2 separate regions of the Sus scrofa genome follow, and region 2 is linked to region 1. Evidence: chromatin contacts called from public Hi-C data. All regions are on one chromosome and are shown on one strand. Each heading gives the region's core, a stretch centred on a gene start, on an enhancer-like site or on the middle of the called end of the contact. The rest is flanking DNA. Distances are from core to core; before and after follow the strand shown.

Region 1 (3,155 bases), core at 449-2,948:
GGCACTACTGTGGCTGTGGCTCCAATTCGTCCCCTACCTGGAAACCTCCATATGCTGCAAGTGCGGCCCTAAAAAGACAAAAAAAAAAAAAAAGAAAAGAAACCTCAAAGAGGAGTTTCTGTCATGGCTCATCGGAAATGAAACCCAACTAGGAACCATAAGGTTGTGGGTTCAATCCCTGGCTTCTCTCAGTGGGTTAAGGATCCAGCGTTGCCGTGAGCTGTGGTGTAGGTTGGCTAGTAGCTGTAGCTCCAATTAGACCCCTAGCCTGGGAACCTCCATATGCCTCAGGGGCAGCCCTAAAAAAGACCAAAAAAAAAAGAATCAGAAACCTCAAAGAAACATCTTGGAGGCACCAGGGAGCCCAGCAAACCTACTCCTGAGCCAGAGCAAGGCCACTGCCACTCCAAAAAGCTGTAACCAGAACAAAGGCTCCCATGGCCCCATGCCCAGCTCCACCCCAACACACCTGCCAGAATCCTTTCAACAAGAGAGGGAAAAGCACAACAGGTGGGCCCAGAACAGAGCAGTAACTGCTCCACCTGAGCTTCTTGGAAAAACAAAGGTAACATAGTGCCCATCTCTAGAGGCAAGTTCAGATCCACCCTTAACCAGGGGACCCATGAAATCTTCCAACACCCTCTCTTCCATTCCTGCAACTTGCTGGTTCCTCGTCTCCCCCAAAGGGGTTTATATTTTGGGGTAGGGGAAAGAACATCAAATTAGGGTTCAAAAGGCCTGGTTCCTAAGGAAGCCAACAGGCCACCATCCAGCCACCTTGACTCTCAACCCAAGCCAGAGGACCAAGCAGGTTGAGGTTCAAAACAACCTCTCAAAAACAGGGGCTTCGGAGTGCTCCCCTCTGGCCTCCGAGAGGGCATCCTGGTTCAAGTTACACCGCAGGCCTAGGCCGTCCTGGGCATCCTGGGGCCTGCTGTTCCCACACGTCGTAACAGGGTGCACCCTCAACAAGCCCCCATTCAGCTACCCACTGCTCAGGAAAACAAGACTGAAGCCACACAGGCCCGGCGCTGATCCCAGGTCAGACGTCCCAGTCGGGCAGTACTAATGTCTCCTCCGCGGAGATACAAATCCTAAGAATAGAGACTGGTTCGTTAGCCCTGGCAACCGGCACAGGGCCTGGCTCGCAGGAGGCGTTCGCTAGATGCCCCGACCCATCGCACCCTGCACAGACTGTAAACTAGGGCAGGAGAGGACCGCACGGAGCCCTGCGCCCGGCCAGGCGCCCACTGTCCTCGTGGGGAGACTAAGGCCCGGGCGGCAGCCGCTGGCAGGAACTTACCGGGTAGGGCGATGCCATGGCGGGGCTGGGAGCGCCCAAGGCGCCGGAGGAAGCAGCGGCTGCCGTTGAGGCGCGTTCAGTTTCCGCGCCCCCAACCGCCGCCAATAGCAACGCGGGTCGCTTGGCCCCGCCCCGCCCACCGCAATTAAAGGAGACTGGGCGCCTCGGCTTTTTGCACCCGGGACCGGAAGGAGAGTTGACCGAGTCCACTGTCTCCGCGTCCAGCACCACCAAGCCAGGCAGCCTACGGACGGCGTCGCTAAAGGCCTGTGTCCACCGTCGCTCATTCCCCCTGAGAAATTAAAAAGCCCAGGATGAAGTGTTCGCCCCGCCGACGGGTAGTCCGGTTAAGGCTAAGGCGAACACAGCCTTCTGGGAAATGCAGTTCCTCGATTCCCGCATCCTCCTGTCGGGAGGAAGGTGGGACTACATTTCCCAAGATGCCCTAAGGCCTGATTAACCAACGAAAGAGAACCTTTTAGGATCCCGGAGATGGAGGTACTTGGCTCATTGTATCTGCGTCCTTTTTTTTTTTTTTCTTTTTTTTTTCCCGTGGGCGCGGCGCCTGGCACTTGGAAGTTTTTGGGCCAGGGATAGAACAAGGCCACAACAGCGACCCAAGCCGCTGCAGTGTCTACGCAGGATCCTTAACCCTCTGCCGCAAGAGAGCGCCGTGTCTGTGTCCTCTTAAAGCGCTCGGATGGCCGGCTTTTCTCTCAGTACCCCATTTACAGCCAGTTATTCACTCTTTGGGAATTCTTTAAGTGGTTCACTCCTCTGAACGCGCTTAAAACAAGTGTCGATTTAAAAGAACACAAATCGAGTTCCCCCGTGGCGCAGTGGAAACGAATCCGACTAGGAACCATGCATGGGGTTGTGGGGTCGATCCCTGGCCTTGCTCAGTGGGTTAAGGATCTGGCTTTGCCCTGAGCTGTGGTATGGGCTCCAGATGCTGCTCGCTTCCTATGTCTGTGGCTGAGGTGTAGGCCGGCAGCTGTAGCTCCTATTAAACCCCCCAGCCTGGGAACATCCATATGATGCAAATGCGGCCCTAAGGAACAAAAAATAAAAATAAAAGAACACAAATAACTCGGAATCACATCCATGGAGTGGAGAGGCCTGGGTTCTATTCCCAGTTCTTGCCTTGATTGGCTGTATGACCTCAGGAAAAATAACACTGCTCCGAGGCCCTGTTTCCACATTAGTAATATAGGAAAGGGTGAAGGCAGCCTGGCTCTCTCTTCTCCTGAGAAGCCTCTTGTAAACTACATGTAAATTATGTGTGTGTTTAAAAGAGGAGACAATCCAGAGGTCTGGCCACCAGAGGCCATCCTTGCTCACTTTTCTGCTGTCCCTCCACCTTTCTTCTATCCTGCCTAACTCTGGGCATCTTCCCAACCTGGATCTGATCTGAACTGGACATTTTTGCAAGATTTGGGATCCTTCCATCACCTACCCAGGCTAGATTGGCTACTAAGATCTGGCCAGGCCCTTAGGTTTCTCACTACATACTGAGACCTAAGATGATGTCCCTGAACCAGCAAACCAGAGCCCCGTTGAGTGAACTCAGAGACTGGCAGTGGAGGGACCTAGCATGTAGAGGGGTGAGCCTCTTCTTTGGACCTGGAAGGTCTAGGGCCAGACACAAGAAATAGATACATTTAATCCATCTTCACTGTAATTTGGCTTAAAATTGGTTCCTGTATGTTAAAAATGTTCAGGCTAACTTAAGTTACACACTACGAAATTCTCCTTAAAACTAGCATCACTTATACATACCCAGAGATTGTTCAGCACTGTTCAAATGGCCATTTGCAAGCTTTCCCACCAATGTTTGCATCTTATTCAGCTG
Region 2 (3,155 bases), core at 187-2,686, 130 kb after region 1:
GTATAACAAAACCTTATCTTTAAATGCATCTTGTGAGTAGCTGTAGGGTGGGATGGGGATTAAAAAAATGGATATAGGAGTTCCCTTTGTGCTGCAGTGGTTGATGAATCCGACTAGCAACCATGAGGTTGCGGGTTTGATCCCTGGCCTTGCTCAGTGGTTTGAGGATCCGGCGTTGCTGTGAGCTGTGGTGTAGGTCACAGACGAGGCTTGGATCCCCATTGTTGCTGTGGCTCTTGCATAGGCTGGTGGCTACAGCTCCAATTCGACCCCTAGCCTGGGAGCCTCCATGTGCCACGGGAGCGGCCCAAGAAATGGCAAAAAGACTAAAAAGAAAAAGATAATATATCTCCTGCTAACAGTCTGATATAACAGCGCTGGCACAGTAAATGGTGTCTGTTTATGAGAGTCTGGGACTAAATAATGAGAGGATGCTCAAATTTACACCCCCTCTTCTGGCCCCCAGCACTGTCGGAATGTAATTACAAAAGCAGAAATTTCTCAACTAAGAGTACCACTTCTTACTCATCCCAGCAGCTAGACAGAGCGTTTGGTCCACCTAGAAGGCACTCAGGAAACGTCTCTTGAGTGTTGGAGGAATGAATAAAAGCATTTCTCCCGAAGAAAACATTAGTAACAACAATGTACCCTTCTGCACCTTTTTTTTTTTTTTTTTTTTTTTAAGGTCCACACCGGGGCATATGGAGGTTCCCAGGCTAGGGGTTGAATTGGAGCTGTAGCGGTGGGCCTATGCCACAGCCACAGCAAAGCGGGATCTTTAACCCACGGAGTGAGGCCGGGGATGGAACCTGCGTCCTCGTTGATACTAGTCCGTTAGCTATAGCTGAGCCACTAGGGGAACTCCAGGAATTGTCTTTTTGTATAAGGGAAGGTAACAAGCCAGGCTCAGGGTGAGAGCGGGGACTCCGTGGGAGGCCTAAGATCTTTCGTGTTTACACACTGCCTGTGTGTTCGAGAACCACGAAGCAGAACTCTCTTGCTGAGTTGGAGCTGTGATTTGGTCGCCCAAGGGAGAAAGGGTAACCGGAGAATTGTGGAATAACAGCGGTGAGGGGAAAGGATGACTTAATATGGCGCCAGAGTGGATGGGTTGTGTAGAGTGATTTTTCCTCCCGCTTGATTAGTCCAGTGCCTGGCACCTAACAGTAGGTCGGAATGATTTGAGACTGATGGGATAATACAGAATAAAGGAGGGGGACGGATTACAGCAGTCGGTGAAGCGGGGATTATTATTCCACTGTGGAGATGAAGACACTGAACCCTGAAAGTGCCTTCAGCCGGGGATGTAGTCGGTCAATGATGAGCCAAAACCCCGATCCAAGATGCCAGTCCGGATCCTCCAGCAGCTCTCCCTAGAAGTCCCAGCCCCGCCCCACGCACTAAAAGTTCCGGATTCCGCCCCGCCCCCTTGGGGGACTTCCGGTCACGAAAGGTGGGATCCGCGGCCTGGAGCTGTGGGGCAGTAAAGTCCGCACCGCCAGGGCCACCGGGTACCTTGGGCTTGGTGACGGCGGTTGCTGCCCTTTATTTCTCGGGTCACTACTGGACGTTACGCGGCAGCCATTTCCTTCGTGTTGGCCTGAGGCCTCGGCCCCAGGGTAACGTCATTTCCGGGGCTGGGCGGACAGGCGAAGGAGGAAAGGGCTCCAGCCCCGCTTGGTGGGGGGAGGACTCGAGGCGGGTCTGCTCAGTATTTCCGGGTTTTGCGCAGGATCGCTGGGGGTTTTAGGAGAGGCGTTGTCACGAGTTGAGTTGCTGGGTTTTGCAAATAAAAAGGCAGGGCGTGTAATTAAATTCGAATTTCAGGTGAACAACAGATAAGTTTTTAAGGGTTCCTTTGTGGCTCAGCGGGTTAAGGATCTGGGCGTTGCCCCTTGCAGCGGCTCTAGTCGCTGCTGTGGCGTGGGTTCCACCCTTGGCCCGGGAATTTTCACATGCTCCTGTTGCGGCCAAAAAAAAAAAAAAAGGAGTTCCGGTGGTGGCTAAGCTAGTATCCCTGAGGACGCAGGTTGGATCCCTGGCCTCACTCAGTGGATTAAGGATCCCGAGTTGCTGGGAGCTGTGGCAAAGATTGCAGACGCAGCTCGGAGAATTTGGCATTGCTGTGACAATTGGTGTAGGGTGGCAGTTACAGCTCCGATTGGATCTCTCGCCTGGGAACTTCAGTACGCGGTGGGTGGGGCCCTAAAAAGACAAATAATAATAATAAAATTTTTTTAGTATAGGTATGTCCCCAACATGGTATGGAGGTTCTTACATTTAACAAACTACTTGTTTATCTGAAATTCAAATTTAACTGAGTGACTTGTACTTTATCTGGCTACCTTAGTCTTGGGCGCCCCCTGCCCTGGGCTGGGATCCTCTAGGCCCCTATCCATCAGAGAAACTGGTACAAAGTTCACCCAGGCTGAAAAATCAACTATTGCTACATGCCAAAGGGCTTTTACCTCTAATTCTAATGGCCCAGCCCCAGAGGTCCTAGGCCACAGCTGAGCCCATTTTGGATCCCTTTGTGTTGCCTTTCACAGCTGATCTGGGGCATGCTTGGTTCTCTTCCGGGAAAGCTGAGTTTCATGTAGACTAAATGGCTGAAGGCTAGAAGTTGCCAGGTTTTTTTGCTTTTTGTTTTTTCCTTCCTCCCTCCCCTCCCTCCTTCCCTGGCCATAGATTGAATATGCTGCAGCTGTGGCGATGCAGGATCCTTTACTGCACCAGGCCAGGATCGAACCTGCCTGTATGAGCAACCAGAGCTGCTGCAGTCAGATTCAGCAGGTTAAGGATCCAGGCGTTGCCACTTGCAGGGGCTCTAGTTGTGGCTGTGGCGTGGATTCCATCTCTGGCCCAGGAATTTCCTCATGCTGTAGTCGTGGCAAAAAAAAAAAAAAAAAAAAAAAAAAAAAAGGAGTGCTCATGGTGGCTCGGTGTTAACAAACCCCTGCTGTAACCATGAGGATGCAGGGCTTCAGGGCAGGAACTTCTGACAGGTTGTTTTTTATTTTTTGTTTTTGTCTTTTTAGGGCTGCACCTGAAGTTCAGGTTCCCAGGCTAGGGGTCAAATCAGAGCTGTAGCTGTCTGCCACAGCCACAGCAATGCCACATCCAAGCTGTGTCTGTGACTTACACCACAGTTCACA

What was found. A called contact is a pair of places that touch in the nucleus more often than the background predicts.
Region 2: a contact with region 1 is called in a Hi-C map of liver, with 4 times the contacts expected there. The contact joins the promoter of GLYCTK here to the promoter of POC1A in region 1. A contact is called at or near these places in 11 of 47 Hi-C or Micro-C datasets (alveolar macrophages, embryonic fibroblasts, heart right ventricle and 4 more) and 1 of 2 datasets of contacts at active chromatin or transcription factors (alveolar macrophages).

Annotation. Positions count from the first base shown.
Region 1 is chr13:34,306,398-34,309,552 of Sscrofa11.1, forward strand. POC1A (POC1 centriolar protein homolog A) reads right to left here and starts at 1,699. Exons shown (of 11, transcript XM_021068878.1): 1 at 1,304-1,699.
Region 2 is chr13:34,431,967-34,435,121 of Sscrofa11.1, forward strand. It overlaps GLYCTK (glycerate kinase), which reads left to right and starts at 1,437. Exons shown (of 5, transcript XM_005669627.2): 1 at 1,437-1,619.